Regions from separate parts of the Salmo salar genome. Here region 1 is linked to region 2. The links are chromatin contacts, called in public Hi-C maps. All regions are on one chromosome and are shown on one strand. Each heading gives the region's core, a stretch centred on a gene start, on an enhancer-like site or on the middle of the called end of the contact. The rest is flanking DNA. Distances are from core to core; before and after follow the strand shown. Region 1 holds the start of LOC106572042 (rho-related GTP-binding protein RhoA-C). Region 2 holds the start of lzic (leucine zipper and CTNNBIP1 domain containing).

Evidence for each region. Hi-C and Micro-C count contacts between places; a contact is called where the count stands out from the background.
Region 1: a Hi-C map of gill shows a contact between it and region 2, with 4 times the contacts expected there. The contact joins the promoter of LOC106572042 here to the promoter of lzic in region 2. A contact is called at or near these places in 2 of 3 Hi-C or Micro-C datasets (gill and muscle).

The regions. Positions count from the first base shown.
Region 1 is chrssa15:79,830,309-79,837,576 of Ssal_v3.1, forward strand. It overlaps LOC106572042 (rho-related GTP-binding protein RhoA-C), which reads left to right and starts at 5,001. Exons shown (of 5, transcript XM_014145763.2): 1 at 5,001-5,063. The coding sequence starts at 5,016. It overlaps LOC106572044 (NADH dehydrogenase [ubiquinone] 1 beta subcomplex subunit 11, mitochondrial), which reads left to right. Exons shown (of 3, transcript XM_014145765.2): 3 at 351-575. The coding sequence ends at 480.
Region 2 is chrssa15:79,576,729-79,583,748 of Ssal_v3.1, forward strand. lzic (leucine zipper and CTNNBIP1 domain containing) reads left to right here and starts at 4,820. Exons shown (of 7, transcript NM_001141558.1): 1 at 4,820-4,969; 2 at 5,235-5,344; 3 at 5,654-5,789; 4 at 6,175-6,273; 5 at 6,560-6,655; 6 at 6,949-7,020. The coding sequence starts at 5,244. nmnat1 (nicotinamide nucleotide adenylyltransferase 1) reads right to left here and starts at 4,485. Exons shown (of 5, transcript NM_001139785.1): 1 at 4,368-4,485; 2 at 783-934. The coding sequence starts at 897.

The DNA of each region.
Region 1 (7,268 bases), core at 3,751-6,250, 250 kb after region 2:
ATGGTGTCAGAAGTGCTTCAACCTCGTCAAATCTAAGACAGGCGAGACTACTTAAATGTTCCTTGAGTTGGAAGGCGGACGAGCAATATCCACCATCGTAGTACGGATGAAGCCTGAGCTGGAATGTGAAGCTAACTGAAGCTGGTTAGCTTTAGAAACCCCTGAGTAGATCTTGCTTTCTTTGTAGGATACCCTTCTGGACTCCACAAATTCACTTATGTTGTCTCCATCTTTGAACCTCTAAACAAGCATCCAACAAACCCATACACATCTTACATGCTTGATTTAACTGATCATCACAAACACAATAATTGATCATTAATCTTTTTGGCCTGTCTTTTTCTCACCAGTATGAGGCAGTGGGCCAGGAGGGAAGCAGAAAGGTTGATTACACTGAGGGAGGCTGCAGGCCTTCCTCTTATGGAGGAGAACTACTATGACCCAAGCAAGATTGTGCTACCAGGAGCCGGAGAAGAGTAGGATGTACTATAAGGAGTTGCACATTGATCATTTGTTTATTTCTCTGACTGTAAATTTCTCTTCAGTATGTTATAAAAAGATACACTACTCTACTACACCATTGCTTGATCATTATTTTGTAGCCAGTGGTCAAACTGAATAGCCTTCAGTAGCAACTGTGACCGTATCAGTGATCATGAAATGGTACGATAGAGTCAAACTACTGGAGTCAACTCTGTGAGCCCCTTGTGGTTGCCCCGGGCCATGACGTCACATCTCCAATGGATGATACCACAGCTGTGAAAGTCTGACATTGTTATCATGCACCGCCCCCGCAAATAATATTACACTAGCAGACACAATCTCCAGGAAGTCAAAGGCATACATCGACAGAGGCTGTGTTTACACAGGCAGCCCAATTCTGATATTTTTGTTCACTAATTGGTCTTTTGACCAATCAAATGAGCTCTGAAAAAGATCTGATGTAATTGGTCAAAAGACCAATTAGTGGAAAAAAGATCAGAATTGGGCTGCCTGTGTAAACACAGCCTTTGAGTGACGGCATGGATGCACAAGTGCACACAGTAGTAGTGCTGGTGATTGACAAACTTGAATGTGGCCTAATGACCATTCTGAAACAAGAAAGATTTAAGTACCTACCAGTAGTAACATCTTATCACAATGCGTGCAAGAATAGGCTTCAGTTAAAGATGAACTGAAACACTAAAACAAACCATGACATTCATTATTTTGTACTTTTTTGTCAAGGGAGGCCAGATGCTCGCTGGCCTTCAATGCTACGGACGGCAACAATGACATACTCGTTTGGACCAGACAGCTTCAGATAAATGGCCTACACGGAGACCGAGGGGTGCTGTTTCGCTTGCTTGGATGCTTTCAAATCCCATTGAGAGCATACATCATTGATAGAAAAACTTTTGCATCTCGTTGGCTAGCTAGCCAGCTAGCTAAGATTGGCCCTTCCCTAAATTAGCCATGGATGGAGATTGGGATTTGGACTTGTGGTTTTACTTAATTCTCCCTACTGGCCAATGATTATAACAGTGATTAAAAAAAATAATAATAATAATTATCCAACCATTAATTCATACATTGCTGTGCCCCTGGCCTGAGGGTTGAAGTTCAATATGTAGCTAGATGTAGAAGGCTAATGTTAACTAGCTAAAGTTGCCCATGAATGGAAGTTAGGCTAGCGAGCAAGAATTTTAGTCAGGTAACCTAAGACAACACATTTTTTTACTGTATGACAGTGTGATAGACCGTTTCATCAACCTGAACGAGAGGAGGATGGCATTGGCGTTTCTCTACAAGTAGGGTGAGTCAACATGTTTTTCTACTTGCACAAACACACACACATACGCGTTTGGCTTCCCCTGTGATTTTACCCACACATCGCTACTGCGTCTGACAGTATGGGCAATCTCCATTTTAAAGTAATACATTTTCTACTTCATTGGCTGATTGCGCCCAACTCAGGAATACACACCCATTTGACTACTTTAAAATGGTGGAAGTCCTCAATGTCCATGGTAAAATGGGTTTTATAAACTGGGTGGTTCGAGCCCTGAATGCTGATTGGGTGGCAGCTGTGGTATATCAGATAGTATACAACGTGTATGAGACATTTATTTTGACTGCTCTAATTTGGTAACCAGTTTATAATAGCAATAAGGCGCTTCTGAGTTTGTGGTATATGGCTAATAAAACACGGCTAAGGTCTGTATGCAGGCACTCCACGTTGCATCGTGCTTAAGAACAGCCCTTAGCCGTGGTATATTGGCCATTTACCACACCCCCTCGGGCCTTATTACTTAAATATCCATGACGAGTCCTATATCTCTATGACAACAGGAACAACTCCAATGTTAACGTTTTTTTCAAAGTTGCCGAAATGTCATGTGCGTCCACCTATATCAGTGCATTTGTAACAACCTAACCATTATGAATCTTCTATTCGATCAAATGAGCCCCATGTAGCAAATTATCAATTACAAAAATGTCTCACTGTGTTTATTTTTGTGAACAGATTTTGGGCAGAGTAAAACATTTCGCGTCGCCTTGTCCTCTCTGGCATAAGCAAGCAATAACGTTTATATTACAATCCCTCAATGTAACAAGGCTAATTATTGATTTACAGCTGTATACAATCTTGGGTTTGACCCACCAAAAATACTTGACTTAGTATTGCAGAAACTGTTTATCCAATAGAAATCCCTGATCACACTTGCAGGCCATGTCATGGCAACGTTGGCTAGATAAGGTCATGCAGAGAAACACATCATCGGGTCTAATGGACGTCTCGATTTTTCACTTCTCTCAATGACCATGTTTACATACGCACAGTATTCCGGATAGTAGGTCATATCCCGCTTAAGGTCTTATGGTTCCCCAACCGGTGGCCCGCGATTTGACCCCCCAAGTTTTCTGACAAATATTTGACCATGTTTTTATTTTATTGTTGGACATAAGACTGTAAACACCAGCAAATCATCTCCAAGTAATTTTAATATTGTTAACCTGCTCCAAAGTATTCCAACGCATAATACAGTATGTGATCGTATACAAATGTGATCGTATACAAATGTATCTGTTTCGGGTACTTGCGGTCAATTTGCAGTCGACAAATTATTTTTAAATTACATTACGGGCCCCCTGACAATACACTGAAGAAAAGAAATTGGCCCGCGGCAGAATCTAGTTGATCTCAAGCCTATAACCTCTCACATATAGTGTGTTATAATATTAACTTCTGCAGAATTCATTTCTTGCAGTAAAATGATACAACAAATGTTAATTTGTCTCTGGAAAAGGAGTGGAGAAATGATTTATTTCTTGAAGACGCGTGTAATGTGTTATATTTGACACTTATGCAAGCAGACAGTATTTCAACCACATAAAATATGCGCCCAAGATTAACTAAAGTCTTATCAGAAAAATGTTGTCGTTTTCTCAGCTTTTCTTTTCCCTAATTAAACTGACATTGGACATTTTGCACAGGACCAATCTTTCCACTGTTTGAGTTATTGCATTTTTTCCCCAGCCCCTAAACGAAAGACAATTTTACGATCTTAACTACATTAATGAATGAATTCTATCGACATAAGACATTCTGGTGAGCACTACTTTAGTCTTCGAGGGCAACAAGTTATGACAGAAGAGAAGCTATATATAACTATAGTTGACAAACAAATTACCTACAAAATGTCCGAAATTATAAGCAGAAACTTGGCTAGATTAGGGGTTAAAGGTACGGAGTATCAGCAAAATAAATTATGCAATTATTATGGTGGATCAAAGTGATTTGTTTGACAATCAGGATGAAAACGTTATCACACAACACCATAGGCTGCACAACACCCATGATATGCGCAACTGAGCCTGTGCAGACTGCGAAAAACAACAGTAAACAGTATGTTTTTATGTCAATGTACAATATGATTTATTTGCAAAACATATATGTTACAGACTCTATCTAGGTGGCTAACGTTAGCTAGCTTGCTAACGTTAGCTGGGTTAAGGTTATGTTTACGAGTTAGGTTGAAGGGTTAGCTAAATTGCATGGTTTGCTCTATAACCTGTTAGTTCATATGCCTTGCGACCGTGATGCCTAAAGCCGAGACAATAAGACAGTGGTGAAATAAATTAAACCAAACCTTTTTGTTTCATCACAAAACCGGAAAGTAACCTCTGTCCGGTGAAGTGAACAAAGCATATTGCATGTAACAAACAGTTACATGACTTACAGCATGTTCAAGCAAGTTAATGTTTCCAACATTTTCAGGCTAATAAACAACTATTGATTTAGAACCATGGAGAGCAAGCACAAGTCGCAAAGAAAACAGGAGCTGCCTCCACTATTACAGCACCAGTTCAACACCTATGCTTAGTCTAATACAGTGACAACTGACAGATACCAAAAACAATTCAGTCCAATCAAAGTAAGCCTCAATATGATGTGGCTGTCTATGGTTCTGATTTCTCTCTCTCTCTCTGTGTACGTTCGTGCAAGTAAAGAACATGTTGACTCACCCTACTTGTACCCTAAACCCTGCCCTTAACATTTTACACAAAAAAATAGAACAATGAGCCAGATATTTCCCCGGATCTATAAATGAGAAGCTTCCGTTTGGCGTTTCCACTTACTACCAAATATGGTGTTGAGAGGCAGCCCAATGGCCGACATTCTGCTAATTTTCTCATCTATTAAACATTTGATCTCCACACAGTTTTGTGTTTCCAAAACTAGAATTTGTAACTGAGTGGACTGCGTTTTGTAGACCTAACCCTTTGCCAAAGTTTCACAAAAGTGTGTTTTGAAGGAGTGCAAGGGCAACTTGAGTTAGGGAACGCCTACTCTGTGCTAACGCTAACGGAAATATGCAAATAAATGGTAGAATGCCCCAATAGGATCTCACTAGCTTGTGCTTGGCTCTGCCCACCTTGCTTGTTCTTTTCACTATGATTAATTTTCTCCCATTGGAACGACAGGTTCTGGTCTATATTGGGTTATGGACGTCCCAAGGACCCCGAATAGCATGGACCGAACAATATCCACTCTTGACTTCCGTATTTTCCCTGAAGAGGTATACATGTATCTATTTGTATCTATTTGTTGACTTAAAAATCTGTCACTCATTAATTTGAGGCGTCCTATTGGTGCGAGATCATGGGCATAGGCGGATGTTATCGGCGTGGCACACTGTCGGGGGCGGGGTTGAAGGGTCGGACAGGAAAAGAAAAAGGCGAGGACATCTGTAACGAAAACGGTAATAAAACTAGTAGCTAAATGTAACCTATTTTAACATCTTTGTTATTGATCACCATGCAAAGGGACCATTTATAAACTAAATGTTTGGATGAGGCTTTAAAACGTGTTTTCTGTAGCCAAGGTAACATTAGGCCAGAGTGACAAATTAGCTAGCGGCGTTGATGCCGGAAACGAACGAACAATTGAAGTGAAAAGACTCCTCGTTTCAGCTCCACCAGTCAGAGCTAGACAGGCCAATGCTAGATAGCAGGTCACCAGAATCAGGTTTCGAGTGCCATCATCACCATTAGGAAGTTAGTAACACATCCCTGGTCTGAGAACTAGCTACTCTTCGCCCTGTATAGTCGACAAGATCTCTAGCTAACTAACTTGGTTAACAAGCTATCCTAGCTAACTCGCTAGATACCACTGACATGACAAGTGACAATGTAAATAACCGCCGTCCACCGACCCGCACTTGCAATACTGGGCGTTTTTAAATGAGACAATCATTGTAGCTAAGTATTTGTTTGTCCAACTAGCTACAGTAGTTATCTAGCACTGAGTTTACGTGAAGAGGGGGAAATTAGCTAGCTAGCTAATATAACTTGGGTGCGGCTAATCCACTCATAGACGAACTACCTTTAGCACCTATTGACGATAGTATCTTCTGCCAGGCCTGTGGGGAATTTTAAGATCCCAACGCTCATCGTTAAGGCATCGCTTGCGGTACAGATTTTGGAAGCTATACCTGTGCTATCTAGCTTACTCTGAACACCTGTAAGTGTAACTGGATAGGAAGTGTAGTTCGTCAACTGGAGGCACACACCGCATATAGGTTTGTGTAAAACTGCTTTGTATTTTTTATTTGAAAGATTTTTTTCCCCAGATATGAAAGAGGGGCATATCAGCATGTTTCAAAAACCGTTAATACACAGCGTGTGCGAAGCTAACCCCTGAAAACCCTACTGAGAAGGGTGTTTGTGAGAGCTCGGGTGCAGGTGTTGAGGACATGCGTCCATGTGGTGGCTAGCTGGATGGCAATCAAAGGGTCTTCTACAGGTATCTGCCCTTAGTGATGATAGTGACTTTCTTGGTATGAGGGATCATTCCATGTGAATGTATTAAACACTTCCATGTATGTATTTTCCTGAAATGCAGTAGGCTTAGAGAAATAAAGCTTGGTTACTATAAATCAATGGGGTTACAGGCCTTGAGCACTATGGACTGTTTTCCTGGACTCAGATTAACCCTAGTCCTGGACTGAAAAGCACTGTGCAATGGCGAATCTGTGTGTGGGAAACTGGTTCAATGGTAATGTTTCAGATTCTGTTGTCACTGGAGCTGAAGTTGGTGGCTGGCTTTCATAGGTCCTTTGATACATTTAGGAGGCTTAGCCCCAAATTCAGTTGTTTAACAGGTGGGAACCAGGGTTTCAATTAGAAGGTAATATCAAGCCGATAAATAAAATTGGCACCGGTAAATTGCCCGGGGAAAAAATCCCATTGCGAAATAGACTTTTAGCCTATTCGTTGATGTAAATACATTTGACCGGTCATGCTTATCTTCTATGGGTAATTTGCATAATTTAGTGGTACTAAATTGGCGCGCGTGTGTATTCGTTTATCTTATTTATCACACGTGCACAACATAGATACAGAGCCTATGAGTGGAAAATCTGTCATACAGCGCTTTTATAACCCCAATATTGCGCAACAATTCTAAACGCAATCGTATATTTCTCAACTGGCAATTGAAGCGCGCTACCCATTCGCCATTCAAAAGCTAGGCAACATGCCAGGCTTCATCACCGCATCACAACACTTTGCCATGAGTATGAGGCAGTATGCATTTTGAAAACATAGCTACTTAATTGTTTGAACCCTGAACGTTTTACTTCATACGAGGCATAGTTCAATACATTCCTTCAAAGTAGCCTAGGCAAAATTCGACCATATCCGTGGAAGATATTATTTAATTGACTTCCATAAGCCATTGAAACAAAGCCTATTTTCTCGTGTTATATATATATTTTTTTTTT
Region 2 (7,020 bases), core at 3,570-6,069:
CAGCTAATTTTGTGGAGCACACAATGACAATACAAATTCAGTTAAATACAAAATACTACCACTTTTATTTGACTAGGTCTAGGCCTACTTCTCATAATTTGGAAGCAATGCAAATGTCTGAGGAAGTAGGTCCTAAACTCACAAAACAAAGTTATGATTTACAAATGTATAATCTAAAGAGATATCTACTGCAGCCCTCATCATCCACATAAAACATCCGTTCTGCCAGTCAGTCTGTTAAAGGTCCCAAAAAGCACACACATCACTGGGTCGCGTGTCTTTTCAGTTCGCTGCAGCTAGCGACTGACAAGCTGCAACTAGCGACTGACAAGCTGCAACAAACACTCAAACTGGACAGTTCTCTCTCAATCTCTTCATTCAAAGACTGAATCATGGACACTACTACTGACAGTTGTAGCTGCTTTGCGTGATGTATTGTTGTCTCTACCTTCTTGCCCAATAACGTTTGTACCATGTTCTGTGCTGCTACCATGTTGTTGTCATGTTGTGTTGTCATGTGTTGCTTCTTTGCCATGTAGTTGTCTTAGGTCTCTCTTTATGTAGTGTTCTGTTGTCTCTCGTCGTGGTGTGTGTTTTGTCCTATATTTTTATTTAATTATTTTTAATCCCAGCCCACATCCCCGCAGGAGGGTTTTTGCATTTTGGTAGGCCGTCATTGTAAATAAGAATGTGTTCTTAACTGACTTGCCTAGTTAAATAAAGGTTAAATAAAAAATACATTTAAAAAATCTGTTGACAGACAACAAATGAATCAGACATACCTGTATCTTCCAGGTAATCCCGTGCCAATTCAAACATACGCAGGTGCATATTGGTTATGGGGTTGAAAGACCCACAAGCCAGCAGAACCACTTTGGTAAGATCTTGAGGCTCCATTGATTACAGTACATAGGAGCTATAAGGACAGTCTAGGCTGAAAGAGAGAAACATACAAAGATATATGTTGACAAAGCTGTGTGACAGGGAGGGTTTAGATTTCAAAACTCTTTACTGAATGTGTATATGTTGTGTGGATGTGTCTTGCTCATTGCACAGTTCACTTTTTGATGCCTTTGACACATTTAATTTCTTTCTTATATTTTATAGTATTTCAGACAAGATAATAAAAAATGTAAAACTGTAAAGGGGTGAATACTTTTTCAAGGCTCTTTGTACAGCTGTTTGAACAATTCTGTGACTAATCCATTTTGCATTACTTTAAATGTGATAGGCTAAACATGACATATGAATAGAATCTAAGCACAACTGTCCCAGCATCGTCTGAGTTTGGCCAGGGTAGGCCATCATTGTAAATGAGAATTTGTTCTTAACCGACTTGCCTAGTTAAATAAAGGTTAAATAAATAAAATACAAATAAATGAATGAAGCCCATAGATGGAATGTTAGTGGCATAGGTCTATGTATGCCTTACTGTGTAAGCCTACTAAATAATGATATTAATCTTACGGGCTTTTGACTTGCAAAAGTGTGCAACTCAAAGAGCTTTAAGAAATGCACCATCTAACGTTAACCTTGGAATGCCCCAGTGTTGGCAAATTAGCTCAGATTGTCCGTATTGAGGTTCAAACTCATTCGCTATATTACCCTCATCCAGCCACCACGACAAACCACCCTACTTTCGTTGATGCCTTAACATACTAAATGGAGTTTCTCGAAATGACATGCAGAATAATAAGAAATGCTCCAAGAACAGATTGCAACAATAACTTTTTAACTACTTTACAACTATTTAGCATGTTAGCTAACCCTTTACACACAACTCATAAACTTAACCCCTAGCCTAGCTAACGTTAGACATCTAGCTAGAATTCGTAACATACATTTTGCAATTCGCAACATATTGTACGTTTTGCAAATTCATAACACATTGTACGTTTTTGCAAATGTTGTTAAATATAATACGAATTGTAATTGGGTGATGGACATCCACAAACGAATACATACCAAACGAAACGTAATGTGTCATACTAAATGGAGTGTCTCGAAATGCTCTGAGACCAGGTTGCAACGACGGGTCTCAAAGCTTCCGCATAACAGGTTCGGTTTGCTCCGAGCCAGAAGTAAACGTCTGTGCCATTTACTCCCTTAAAAAGACACTAGCTTGAAAAACAAGGGGATTTTTTTTTAATTTGTCCCTCTAGAGACACTGTACGCAACAACATACAGTAACACTTCTTCAAAATGTGTCAGACTCAATCTAAGATAAAACAAGAAATATGTCATTTATTTTTACTTAGAGGTCTTAGTCGCGCAATTTTACAGTTAACTAAGACTTTTAGTGCAGTATTCCTCAAGTGACAAAATGTGCACAAAAACTAGTCTTGTCGTTGAACGACAACAAACACTTAATTGAAGAATGACTACTGCTGACCAATCACCGAAGAAGGGGCTTAGACTTCGACTTATTTTTTATTTATTTCACCTTTAGAACAAATTCTTATTTACAATGACGGCCTACCCCTGCCAAACCCTAACGATGCTGGGCCAATTGTGCGCCGCCCTATGCGACTCCCAATCACAGCCGGTTGTGATACAGCCTGGAATTGAACCAGGGTAGGTAGTGACGCCTCTAGCACTGCTGCACCACTCTGGAGCTTGACTCAAAAAAAAGTGGTAAGTGCTATCCAGTATCCTTTGGACGTCCATACCTTAGACCTAAACCTAACCTCAGCCCCTTCCTTCTTCTTCGGTGGGGTTTAACGGGAAGTCTTCAATACTCCATGGAAATTTAAGGCTATTTTGATCATCTAGCTAAAATAGCCTATTTTGACTAACAAGCCATGGCAATAGACAATAAAACAACCCTGAAAACATTTTTCTTCTATATCATGGTGGTCCGCAAACAATAGTTTAAGTGCATGCCGCCACCTACTGTGCTGGAATGTACGATCAATCATGATCTGCCCAGTTCTGTACTACCATGAAAATAAATTCTAAACCAAATAAATCCCTAACTTCTACGACAACCTCCCCAAAACCCACTCCCCATTAAACGTTATCTATATCATGCTGAAACACTCCACCCTTAGCATTGTTCAGCATGTCAACAACCATTTCAACAGTAACATCTGTTACCCCCAATATCTATTTTGCCATCTCCACAATAACCTTCAACCTGTCATTTCTGCTTTCCACAACCCAAGTTGTACTGATAATCTTATCAATATAATTCATTATCAAAGTGTCCTTTGACACTGCACATTCATGAGCACAAGATTTCTGAACAGGCCTCGAAATCATGCCAGGACCATCAGAAGCACCAGCCCCGACAGTAGACCCACTACAGGTCCACCCATGTATGCTCCATCAGTCCGCACTGTAGTTCTACCAATCTGTTTTATGGTCTCTGCATACGATACATCATGACTGATCCTGTATCTCTGAGCCACTCTCTGTACCTTGCATCCACCAAATGCTGCACTGTGTTCTCCCCCACAATTACAGCACTTATCCTTCACACTGCTTCCACATTCACCGTAATCATGTGCGCCTTCACACATCTTTTCTTTCCTTTACACTGAGCAGCTACGTCCCATTCTTTGGCATTTAAAACACCGCACTGCATGGGACAAATGATCTAACATTGAAACTAAGGAATCCGATCTGTACTTTTCACGACAAGACTTTCTCAAACCTCAGTATCACTGAACCTTTCACTTCTTTGATCCTCTTTCCTACTGATCAAACTTTTGGCCTCATCCCTTTGCCTCCCTTCACATTTCCTTGAATATCATCAAATCAAATCAACATTTGACTTTAATATCATCTGTGAACATAGATATATTGAGACCCCAGTGAGGACTACCCTTAAACTAGCATAAGCACCAGGTACATGGCTTTTAATCTTCATCCCATTCAATGTTTCTATTTTCAATATCTTCCCTTTGTTCCCACACAATATTAACAATCTACCATTTCCAATGAAGCGAGCTAATTTCACTTCGCTTACCTCTTTCTCTCCGGCATTAGTTAGTTAGATAGGGTGTAAGTGAGACCATGTGGTCTCATCAAACACAATCACCACTTTCCACTCCAACACATCACTACTCTTGCATCCTACACCTTGGCCCTCTTTATGCTTTCTTTACAAGACGATCCACTACTTTCTGTATCATGATCTCCCTTCTTCCTATGTCTTTTCACTACCGACCATTCCGGCCATTGACCCTCATCCTCCTACTCCATACCATCAGAACTGACACCCATATTGTTCGCATTCCAACACAGCTGCTGCTTCACCAACTTTCCCTCAATCTCCTCCATTTCATCTGCACTACTCGCCGCCATTTCCTATGAACATTTCTGCAATAACGAAACAAGACTCAACGATATCAAACAACTCTCACTTGTGATCAAACAATCGGTCTCATTCGTTTCTAGTCGCCTCCTTACACAGCAAACGTGTCAATCCCTCAATCTTCCCAGATCCCTGAAAACATTCGCTTGAATTTCCCAAGATACAAGGAACCTAACACTAAAATGACTCTTTAAAATGTAATGTACTTCCTGTATTACAATTCGGTCATTGATTGGAGAGGATTAAAATAGAGACATATGATTGGACAAAAAACAACCGGAAAGGAAAAGGCCGCACCCACGGAATAAGAGTCAAGTCTAGATGGGATTCAGCTTTTGTCAAATGTACGTAAAACATTTTTTGTTGTTGTTGCATTTTAGCTAATCCTAACCATTTTCTAACTTTAACCAACCTTAGACATTTAACCGGCTACGTAATTTCTCTTAAACCGGCTACGAAAAGTAAATTCGGACAAACGCTGGATCCCTTCTATCCATGACCACGAACAAGAGCTACGTTCACAACTCCCACACTCCCAAATGTTTTTTGACAGTATTTTGTAACACATTTCATGGAGAAGTATTCAAATATATGTTTACCTCTTCCCTAAGTTGATTGTGTTGAGACGAGTTATATTGTTGTAACGATCAGGTGAGGATTACTTATTTAATTTTTTCAAGCCAGCAGCTAGACAACTATAGCCACAGGCTACACTACTACACACAAAAAAACTGTCCCAGTCAGATGAATCTGGCGGCCAGTGGGAACAAGGTAGCTAACTACAGTAGCTAGCTAATAGCGAATGTTATTGTTCTTGTCAAAGGATAGACCGCTCCATTGTGTTTGTAACTAGGTACATAATCCACAAGTGATACATGAAAGTGAACTATTTTCTCACTAAATATGATATTTGCAGGGTGGAAGCATGGCTTCTCGTGGCAAATCAGAAACTGGGAAACTAAAACAAAACATGGAGGAGCAACTGGACAGATTGATGCAACAGCTCCAAGATTTGGAAGAGTGCAGGTACTCTCATCATCAGTCACTCCTAACTGTGAACATAATGTGGGTTGTCAGGATGTTCCACACACAGAACTAGAATAATTAATTCAGTGTATTATATTTATAAGATTCCACTGAGGAATGTAGCATGGAACTTAGACCACATCTCTCTAGAGTGGATGTTCCACTCACAGAACTAGAATGAGTCATTATATTCATTTTATTTCTAGGATTCCACAAAGTGATACATGTAGTATTAATGCAATTTAGAGCACATCTCTGTACAGCCATAGATATTGTTCCTCCATTACCGGGGCTCTCTGTTTATTCTAGAGACGACCTAGAAGAGGAGGAGTACGAGGAGACCAAGAAGGAAACCCTGGAGCAGTTGAATGAGTTCAATGAGTCTCTGAAGAAGATGGTGACAGGCAACATGACACTGGTGGATGAGCTTGGAGGAATGCAACTGGTAGGGACTTTGGATGACCAGGTCTTAGAATTAAATAGAATACTATGAATAGAAATAATATACTTCAAGGGTATCAAACTCATTCCATTGGAGGTTTGAGTGTCAGCTGTTTTTTGTTAATTCCTTTAATAGTTTGTCCAATTAAGACCTAGACAACTAGGTGATGGCAGTTCCTAAATAATCAATTATCAATCAAGTACAAGGAAGGAGCGAAAACCCGCAGACACTGCCCTACAGGGAATGAGTTTGACAACCCTGATCTAATGTATCTCTATGGGCCATACACTGTCATATCATAAGAGTGACATAATATTATAACGGGTAATGACAAACCATAATGTTGTCATGATGCATGACATGGGAGAACTGTCTTTTTCTTCATTAGGCAATCCAGGCTGCCATCAGCCAAGCTTTCAAGACCCCCGAGGTGATCCGAATGTTTGCCAAGAAGCAGCCAGGGCAGTTGAGAACCAGATTAGCAGAGGTTGGTCTGAAGCACTGTTCATCCATGTATTTTATGTAAATTATTGTTTGTACATTATTTGATACATTTAATATCAAAAGTAAGCTTTACATTCTAAAACCTATTCAGTTCATGGAATGCTTTGAGGGCTGGATTTCCTGACACATATTAAGCCTAGTCGTGGACTCAAAAGCATGGTCAATGGAAAATCTCTATTGAAATAGCTTTTTAATCCAGGACTAAAATGAATCTGTGACTGGGAAACCGCCCCTGAAAGTTTAGCCTAATGGCGTGAAATTCTCTGTAGATGGACCGTGATGTCATGGTGGGAAAACTTTTGAGGGATGTGTACACTCAGCAGAAGTTGGAGATCCTCACTGCCTTGAGAAAACTGGGCGAGAAGGTAAAAGGCCCGTTGTACCAGTGTACTGTGATCCCTTCTTCATGCAGCTTGAACTTGTGATGAATACTGTAAGAGAAAGCGGCATTGAATATTTTGATAATCTGCTATGATGGAATGGTAATTGGTATAACATGTCATGAAAAACTATTACAAAATGTAACCATCTGGAGTTCAATAAATTGTATGGTGTTTATGACAGTCATTAACTGTCATTTCATTTAGTGAAATACTATAACAGGTGTCTTATGACTATGGTGTGGATTAATGTTCATTTCTCTTTGTTCTTCCTGCAGCTTACAGTCGAAGATGAGACTTTTCTGGCTGAAAATGTGACCGCAACTCTCAGCCAATTTGAAAAAATCACT